Regions from separate parts of the Mus musculus genome. Here region 2 is linked to region 1. Evidence: chromatin contacts called from public Micro-C data. All regions are on one chromosome and are shown on one strand. The core of a region is the stretch at or near the end of the contact, and the rest is flanking DNA. Distances in the headings are between cores, read along the strand shown.

Region 1 (4,789 bases), core at 1,161-3,660:
CACTTCAAGATGGCTAAGCACCCGTGTTCCAGTTCAGGTTGGTAATGGAGTGAGGGCTGTCAGGCCAGCTGACTGCTGGTCAGTAGGACAGATGTGCGTGTGTATGTTCAAAGCCACACGAGCAATGAGGAGGATATGGACACACACACACACACACACACGCACACACACACACACACGTTATAGGAGGGTTTCTGCTCTGGGAGTCACTGATTGTTCTTATGCCTAATGAAAGGAAGTTTCTGGGCGGGAAGCTGTGAGAACTGCTCAGAAGGGTCCACACACTCCTCACATCCGGGGGAACATGGTTCTCAGACTCTTAGATCTGTAAAACCTCTGCACGGGATGGAATGTTGGTTATCCAGCCAGCCTGCCACCCTCTTGGGGTTTCCTGCGCTGTGAGGGAGGGGCCACCCACACCCTACAACTGTAGCTCCCTTCTTGTCTTTTATGCCTCTTCCGAGGGTAGGAGTTTGGCCTCTTAGTGCTCTCCACACAACTTCCTGTAATTTCTCCTTAACCCCTTCTGCAGATACCCCAGTGTAAGGGAGCAGGGTCAGTTGGCAAAGGTTTTCTCTAAAGGGCCAGTTAGCGAGCATATTTAGTCATAGAGGCCATGTGCTTTTGTTGTAGTCAGAGCAACTATAGACAATTCTTAAGTGAGTGAACATAGTGTGTTTCAGTAAAATTTTATTTGTATTAAATATTTCATGTTTGTACACATGCATAAATGTGTTTAGATGCTGTCCACCTTCCCAGTCCCTTTCCCTCCCAACTTCATGTGCTCTCTTTTAAAGTCATTACTCATTTAATACCCACCAAGTTCATTAGTGCTGCCTGCATGTTCATGGGTGTGGGGCCGTCCTCTGGAGTATGGGCAGCCTCTCAGGACTCGCATCCCCAAAGGAAACTGACCCCCTTCCAACCCAGTAGCCATCAACTGCCAGTAGCTCTTCAGAAATGGAACTTCATGGACCCCTCCCATAATGTTGGGGTCTTGGCTGGCTTGATCTTGTACAAGCCTTATGCTTACAGCCCCAGGCTTTGTGAGTTCATACATGCAGCTGTGCTGCTGTGTCCCACAAATACCGTTTAAAATGTTATTTTCAAAGAAGGTGTCAGGAAGTCGAGGGTCGAGGGATATCTTGGCAGTTAAGAGTTCTTGCTGCCCTTGCAGAGGATATAGGTTCAGTTCCAGCACCCACTTACTGGCTTACAACAATCTGTAATTCTAGTTCCAGAAGATCCAACATCTTCCTCTGACTTCCGTTGGCACCAGGCACACACGTGGTGCACATACATACATTCAGACAAAAAAATAAATCTTAGAAAAAGTTCTAAACGGGATTTTGGTTCTCAGGTATAGTTTGCCGGCTCCTGTGAAGCCAGTCAAGCTGCGCTCTAAGCATGGAGTCAGGAGAGGAGTAGGAGCGCATACAGCAAGCAGGGGTTGCTGGCTCTTCCTCCGTGCCTCACCTGCCGCAGCCCACTTGACTTACCCCAGTGGGAAGAAGAACATTTGCTTATATTCATGTTAGCACCTTGGGCCAGGTGAGACTTTCAGCAACCCTTCCTGATTGGAAGTTGGGAGATATCCGACTTTTATCTAGGATAATTATAGGACTTGTTGGCATCACAGATGTCAGCTCAGGGCTGGGTACTTTTTCTCCCATTCTCTGAAGCTTGAGAAACGAAAGTTTATCATGGCTGCAGGTCAACTCCAGACCACAGAGAAAGAGCTGTGACCTCAGGGTTCAGTCCAGACCTAGCCAGAGGCTGGCTAGCCTCATGACTGCTGTCAAAAACCCTGCTGCCAAGAAAGCAGCTCTCCTCGGCGGAAGCTGGGAGGAGTTTATTGGTTGACACGTTGGCACAGCCTTTACCTGCAGTCACTGTAATTTGTGCTACTTTGTTTATGTGGATGCATGTAGAGCTTGGTAGGGAATGGCTCGAAATGATTGAACTTGGCATTTCTAAATTAAAGGGTGTGAGCAGTATTTTTTAGATTTTGCTATGTATATGTAGCCCTTTTAAGCAGTTTTTAATGTTACCATATGCACATTTGTACTTCATGATCATGGGTGCATGTCATGGCTCATGGGTGGAGTCAGTTCTCAGGTCAATGGGCTTTCACGGCAAGTAACTCTACCCACTGAGCCATCTCACCACCACCCTAGCCTGTTTCTTGTTTAAAAACCCAGGCGAGAGGAGAGAGGTCCCGGTCCCTCCCAGGTCTCTCTGGGGCTGAGCAGGATGGCGAGTGTCGACAGCCTCAAAGAAACACACTGAGCCAGGAATCTGTCAAAGCAGGAACTCTATGGCATCAGCCTCTCACTTATATAAGTTCAGAACATAGGGAAGGGGATTTTTGGTGGGGTAAGATGACATAGGAGGTGGGGAAGGGTAACAGAGGGTATGGAGTGACTGACAGGGCCAGTGGCAAAGCTCTTCATCAGCAGAGGCAGGGCTAAAACAGGTTTTGCTGAGTCACCCTGATATGGAAGTGACTGAGACAGGTCTCCAAACTGGAACCAGGCTCGGGTTTGTCCTCAAGACCCAAATCAAGGCCAAAATGGGGCCCAACATCTCCCCCCTTTCAAAACCCTGAGTGTGCTTGCATCCATTTGTGAGTCTGTATTGAAAGTCATTAAAACTGATTCAACTCTGTCTTCAACCATGTGCCGTTAATTTATGTAACCATTTCTCAGGTGTTGAATAGGTTACACTTAGTACTTGCATTAAGTTCACCATGATGAACTTGTCCGTGGCATGAGAACGCTTGAAAAAAAACAACCCAAGCTAACCAGTCTGCCCCAGCAGCCTCTGCTGCCAACAAGTGAGTACACTTCAAGTCATTTTGTGCCAGCCTTGTCAGTATGGTGCCTCTGTCATTGTAAGACTGAACATTCCACACCACAGACTGTCTCAGCCTATTTACCCCAGTGGGTGAACATTCTGAGTCTGTGTCCCCTTAGACCATCACCTTCCAGTGGCGTCACCAAAATTTGAAGGGCCGGAGGTGACTTAAGTCTGTCTAAAGCACACACCATGGCAGAGGTGGTGAGGACAACAGGGGTGAGGGGCAGCGGGCCGTCTAGCCTTGAGCCACATGGTTCTGTGCAATGTCCCCACTTTAATTTGGGACATCTTTAGTTGGGTTTCTGTTCTCTAAAAGTGTTAAAGTCTTAAAATTAATATTTAGGTCAGCATGCAGAGCAGTGTGTTTGATTGTGTGATCTTGGTCCATCACTTTCCAGTTGATGGAGCTGGAAAGATGGCTACACGGCTGCCTGTTAACTCCAGCAAACAGCATCCCCTCTGGCCTCTGTTGGCTCCCCTCCCCACAAGAGCATATGTGTACACACTGACACAGATGAAAGGTTTTCCAGGTGTTTTCCTTGCTACAGGAGGAAGGCATCTGTCCTTCTACTAGACGGAGCAGCTTCTGCTGTTAAACAAGGTGTGCTTCCTGTGTCCCCGCTCTGTCCCCATTCTTCCACGTCTGTATGTCAGGAGTGGCCAAGATACATCATTTCTCTTTTTAAATTCATAAGTCTGTGGTTAGGTGATGAGATCTGGATGGGACATCTGAAGCGATTATGAGACGAGGCTTTCAGGACGTCACATGGTACAAGTGAGTGCACAGCCAGGGAGGCTATGCATCTTTGGCTGCCACTGCACAGTTTGTGGTAGATGGATGTGGTGTGTCTAGTTCTTCACTCTCCCGTTTTGTATCTTGCCACTACAGACCTTGTTGTGGTTATCTCCTTTTAGAGTGGGGTAATCCATTTCCCTGCCACCTTCAGTCCAGCTGCACTCAGCCACATCCCAGCCCCTGCATAGTTGAACCTTTGTCTCCTGGGAAAGGAATAAGGTAGGTCGGGGAATGGGAAAGGAGAGACAGCTTGATTGTTGCAAACCCTGGGAGGCTGGGATTTGTTACTTTTAGCATAACCTCTCCAAAGCCTTAAAGCCACAGCACAGTGCCAAGTCTCCAGGCTTGCTTTTTCCTGTTTGGGGTTTGGTTGGCCTCTTATATTTTATTGCTAATTATATTTATATGGGGGTGGTGCTGGTGCACATGAGTACAGGTCTATAGAGGCCAGAAGAGGGCATCAGATGCCCAAGACTGGAGATAGAGGCAGATATGAGCTGCCCTGTGTTTTCTTATGTTTATAATTATCTCTGTCATTCTCTCGTTAAATCCACTGGTTTCTTTCTTTTAGACCGTAAAGGGTCAGTTGCTGAATGCATCTGTGAGTTTTAACATTTTGGATATGTCCAAAACTCCCACTTGTTCTTTACATCTTTTGCTTTGCAGACAGTACCTTTGCCTCAGGGCCGCCCGTGGTTGCTCATGGAAGCCTCTGCGAAGCTTTGTCAGCTCCGTCTAGCGTCTGTCATATGCCGTTCATGAGATTGGGCTCACTCACTCACTCACACCTGACTTAGGACAACCTTCCAGGGAGCCTCAGCTCTAAGGGATAACTCTCAGGATAGCTTCACGCATCTCAACCCTGGCCCAGTTTAGTTGCACGAACACCATCCCCTGATAGGCAGATCCCCCAAAGCACAGACTATGTGATGTCTAGGGTAATGTGGCCAGTTAGGAGCTGTCTCCTTGTGACTGGATGGGAGGAATGAAGACAGCCACAGAGACAACATGCTGAGGAAAGAAGAAACCAACCAACCAGCAAAACAAACAACACAAACCAGAGCCTACACAGGAGCAGTGGGAGTGGCCCCAGCTCCAGCTGGGGAAAGGAAGCCCTAACTACAACCACACGAT
Region 2 (4,789 bases), core at 1,132-3,631, 770 kb after region 1:
TCCGAGTTTGATCCCCAGAATTCCCATGGTAGAAGGGAGACCCTATTTCTTCACATTGTTTGGCAGCTACACACATGACACCATGCACACCATATCAATGATCAATCAATCAATCGATCAGTGTAAAGACAAAAACTGAAATAAACCGGACTCTGCTTTATATTGGCTGGTCCTGAGATTCTTTTCTGTGTTAGAGCCAGGAGTTCCAGTTGGCCGGAGTTGAAGTAACTAAGAGGTGAGGGGGAGCTGCCCAGGCTACGGTGGATGTTGGGGTGAAGCTGTGCTTTCTTCCTTGTACCCCTCGATAGCACATCTCTACGGACATGGCGCACAGAAGAGGCCACCATTTGCACATCTGAAAAGAGCCCTTACTGGGAGCTGACTGTCAGCACTATATAGCTTTAGACTTTCCAGCTTCCAGAGCTGTGAGAAACTGTTTAGCCCTTGGCATTGGTTTAGCAACATGAGTGACACATAGTAAGGTCCTTGGGGGTCCCACTGGCTCTTCTTTATAAATTTTTAGAACCCACCTCTCCATTTTTCAACCTAACATACTTCTAGGTAGCATGCAACTGGCAAAAGTCTGCCTTCCAGGAAAGTTTTAAATCTAGTATCTTCCCCTATCCGTATGCCTGTCATGATTCCCATGTGTGTTCCCTGTAGTCTTCATAATTCCCAGTGGCCCCCACCTGCCTTATTCTGAGCTCTTCTTTTCACATCTGACTTACCCACTTGGAGACGACAGCTCCCAAATCATTGTTCACAACCCAGACATCTTACCTGAGTTAGAGGCCACACATCCAAACTGGCCTGCTCAACATCTCCACTCAGACACCCCAGAGGGGCCTCAAACGTTCTAGCTAAATTACTAGGTCATCCACATCGCCCAGCCTGAGTTCATTTCCGTGTGTCCAACAAAGAGTGTGAAGCCCTCTCCATCTGGCAATGGCCTCTTGTGGCCCCACCCCCACCCCATTTTGAGACTAGGTTTCACCGTGTAGTCCTGGCTGTCCTGGAACTTTCTATGTAAAGTAGACTAGTCTTGAAATCCCAGAGATCTGCCTCCTCCTGCCTCCAGAATGCATTTCTCCATTCTTTACACTGGGCACCCACACCTTTTGCTGACATCATTCACTAAGCTCTTTTCTGAGGTTCTCAGACAGGCGCACTGTGAGCATACTGTTCAGGGGTGGGGACAAGAGTCTTGAGTAGCAGAGACACCGCCACTGCCACCGCCACCTGAGCTCAGCCCAGACAGTCTGCTGACCTGTGGGTCACGATAACAGATGAGTTCTAACTGGGAATCGTGGCTTCCACCTGCAATCACAGCATTTGGGAGAGTGAGGCAGGAGGATCAGGAATTCAAGGCTAGTCCCAGCTACACTGTAAATTCAAGGCCAGCCTGGGGTATGTGAGACCTTATCTTATAGCAGATCATGTCAGGCCACACTTGGTGTTACAGGCCTTCAATCTCGTGGGAGGCTCTGGTGGGAGGATTGTAAATTCAAGGCCAATCTGGGCAGGAGGAATTTTTTGAGCCTAGTCAAGACTGTCAAAACAAACAATAGAAGGAGGAAGAGAGGGAGGGAGAGAGAGAGATTGATTGATTATTAATTATTATTATTATTATTGAGACAGATCTTGCTATGTATCCCAGGCTGGCCTCAAACTCATGGGCCTCCAGTACTACTATCCCAAATTTAATTAAGATTTTTATTTTTATTTTATTTTTTAGTTGACTCTAGGGCACAGGTCAGACAAAAGCAATATCTTCGGCCTTCACTTCTTTTTTTTTTTTTTCTTTTCTTTCCTTTCATTTATCTATTTTTGGCGTGGGCATCGTCTCACCGTGTAGCCTTGGCTGACCTAGAACTTGCTATGCACCAACACGCCCAGCTTGACCTTCAGTAGACCACCCCCCCATTTTACTTTTGTGACAAGTGTCTCTGTTATATAGCTATGACTGCCCTGGAATTCTCAATGTAGACTAGACTGGCCTTGAACTCACAGACATCTTCCTGTCTCTGTCTCCTGAGTGCTGGGATTGAAGGCAGGCACCACCACAACTGGCTTCTTCTGCCTCTTTTTAATTTTATTTTGAGACAGGGTTTCAACCATTTACCTTGTTTTGGTTTGGTTTGGTTTTGGGTTTTGGTTTTTCGAGACAGGGTTTCTCTGTATAGTCCTGGCTGTCCTGGAACTCACTTTGTAGACCAGGCTGGCCTCGAACCCAGAAATCTGCCTGCCTCTGCCTCCCAAGTGCTGGGATTAAAGGCGTGCACCACCACTGCTGTTACCCAGGCTGGTCTTGAATTTGAGATCCTCCTATTTTAGCCTCCCAAATGCTGGGATTATATTAGGTCGGCGCAGGGGTGAGTGTGGGTGGAGTGAAATTGGAGGGAAGCCACTGCGCTGCCTTGCTGGTGGGTAGCGACCACTAAGTGCCCCAGCCAGACGCAGTCCCACTCGCGACCTTCCCGCAGGCGGCGCCAGAGGGCATTCCCGCCTCGTGACTCCAGTCCAGAGTCCTGCGGGGCGTGGCGAAAGGCGGGCTCTGGCGTCTCTGAGCGACGGAGCGCAGCGACAGTCTCGCCGCTGCAGTACACATGGACGCACGGACGCACAGACGGGCGGCGGGAACCCCCAGGGCCCTGGCGGAGCGCGCGGGGCGCCGCTGTTGCCTGGGCTGGGACTTCAGCACGCAGCAGGTACGCGCGCGGGGCGAGGAGCGGGAGCCTGACGATGCTCTGCCAGCGAGAGGCTTCTCCCGGAAACCGCGGGTGACTCCCCGCGGAACCCGGAGTACACGTAGCGGGGGCGGAGGGCTGTGGGGGGGAGTACCTCGGGGGTCCACGCGAGTCTCGGCTGCAGATGGCTAGATTCCGAGACACTCCGCGCAAACACACTCCGCGAAAACAGCAGAGGTGTGCGCACATGCACAGCCTAGATCCGGATAATCCCTGAGCGCCTTTTCTTTACTTTTCTTTATTATTTTATTTTATATTTTGAGACAGAACTTTACTATGTAGCTTTGGCTGGCCCAGGTTCATTGTGTAGACCAGGTTGGCCTTGAACTCACAGTGATCCACTATCCGTAGCCTCCTGAGTGTTGGGTTTAAAGGAGGGTGCCACGCCAAGCACTTTTTTTTGTTAAAAGTGAAATGGGCATAGTATGCAAATGGACTTTGCCCGTTCCCTGCCTCCCCCAACCCCCTCTTGGCTGGCACTAGCGTGCCAGGGTCTGTGATTCCAGAACTGCCGGTCAGAGGTTGGTGTTCCCAGTGATAGCTGAGTGAATTAGCAATTTGCCTTCCAAGTAGGCATGGGACGTCCAGGAGGCATTCATCCTGCACGCTTGAGAAATAAGCATAGTAGCTGTGAGACCCTTCTCAGCCCGATGAGGAGAGTTGGAACCTGCGGCTCCCACTGGGGAACATCCCATAGAACTTAGTCACCTTGCCCTACTAGACCTGTTTCTCCATCTTCCCGAGCTTGGAATGGCTTCCTTAGGATGTCAGGTCTGACTTGACCATAGTCATGGCTCTGGGGGCAGCCTCTGGAGACAAGCCTCCTTGCCAGGTGCAGGACCATAGCCTCCATTGTTTGGAGAGTGGATTCTTGTAGACCGTGGGAGTTTCACCTGCCTCTCTCTGTGTGGCGCTCTCTCTCTCTCTCTCTCTCTCTCTCTCTCTCTCTCTCTCTCTCTCTCTCTGGTTTTTCGAGACTTGCCCCTGAGTTGATTATTTCCTGCTGTCTATTCCTTTTGGATGTGACTTCTTTTTGTTCTAGAGCTTTCAAGAGTGCCATTAAATTTCTAGTATAAAACCTCTCGATTTTTTTTTTTTTTTTTTTTTTTTTTTTGGGTTTCTCGAGACAGGGTTTCTCTGTGTACCCCTGGCTGTCCTGGAACTCAAATCTGTAGACCAGGCTGGCCTTGAACTCAGAAATCCTCCTGCCTCTGCCTCCCAAGTGCTAAGATTAAAGGCACGTGTGCCACCATGCCCGGTCATTTCTCATTTTTTAATCTTATCTCTTTGCTTTTCTTTTTTTGAGCATGTATCCCATGAAACTTATGTTGCTATGGTTACAATGATGCCCATTTAAAACAAAAACAAAAAACGATGCCCATTAGCCTTTGTCTCAGTGCTGAACCTTAACTGGACTTGGAAACCTCTTGGACAAAGGTAGAGGCTGAGGAAATCCTATACACCGTTTTCACAAATGTCTTCCAGGTTAAAGTTGTTGCTGTTGATGCAGAGTTGAACGTCTTCTATGAGGACAGCGTGCATTTTGACAGAGACCTTCCGGAATTTGGGTAGGTACCTGGTGTGCATGTGTGGGTGGGTGGTTTTAGAGCCTCCCTAAACCATTTGCACTTATCAGCTATACTTTTCTGACTTAACCCAGCTGCAAGAGAGGTCTGCATAGACCTCTGAGCATCTATTATTATTGTATGTTGTGTTTGCTTGCATGTATGTCTGTGCGCCACATTCCTGCCTGGTGCCCAAAGAGGCCAGCAGAGGACATTGGATCCCCTGTAAATGGAATCACAGACAGTTGTGAGCCACTACAGAGTGCTGGAAATTGAACCCAGTTCCTCTGGAAGAGCAGCCAGTGCTCTTAACCCCTAAGCTATCTATCTCTGCAGCCCCTGAGAATCTTTCCTTCCCATAATGATTTCTTCCCTATTCCTTTCCAGCTGAATTCATTCATTCACTCATAGATTTGAGATCTGTTTTGTGCCAGGCACAATTGGATGGTTGTTCTTGGCTACCTTCTGTTACTAATG

The links. Hi-C and Micro-C count contacts between places; a contact is called where the count stands out from the background.
Region 2: a contact with region 1 is called in a Micro-C map of the G1E-ER4 cell line. The contact joins the promoter of Xylb here to the enhancer-like site in region 1. A contact is called at or near these places in 4 of 39 promoter capture datasets (the 3T3-L1 cell line, maxillary cranial neural crest, pre-B cells and 1 more), 3 of 484 Hi-C or Micro-C datasets (the G1E-ER4 cell line and palatal mesenchyme), 2 of 115 datasets of contacts at active chromatin or transcription factors (forebrain and stem cell-derived neural progenitor cells) and 3 of 9 other capture datasets (adipose tissue, embryonic stem cells and liver).

Annotation. Positions count from the first base shown.
Region 1 is chr9:118,582,556-118,587,344 of GRCm38.p6, forward strand. No RefSeq gene overlaps it. Among named protein-coding and RNA genes, the nearest start is that of Itga9, 22 kb to the right of the region's middle. Within about 2 kb of position 2,411, at least 10 of the 459 cell types and tissues checked have an H3K27ac peak or open chromatin away from gene starts, as enhancers often do. A contact at or near this core is called in the G1E-ER4 cell line, where this site is marked.
Region 2 is chr9:119,355,000-119,359,788 of GRCm38.p6, forward strand. Xylb (xylulokinase homolog (H. influenzae)) reads left to right here and starts at 2,382. Exons shown (of 19, transcript NM_001033209.3): 1 at 2,382-2,708; 2 at 4,233-4,315. The coding sequence starts at 2,607.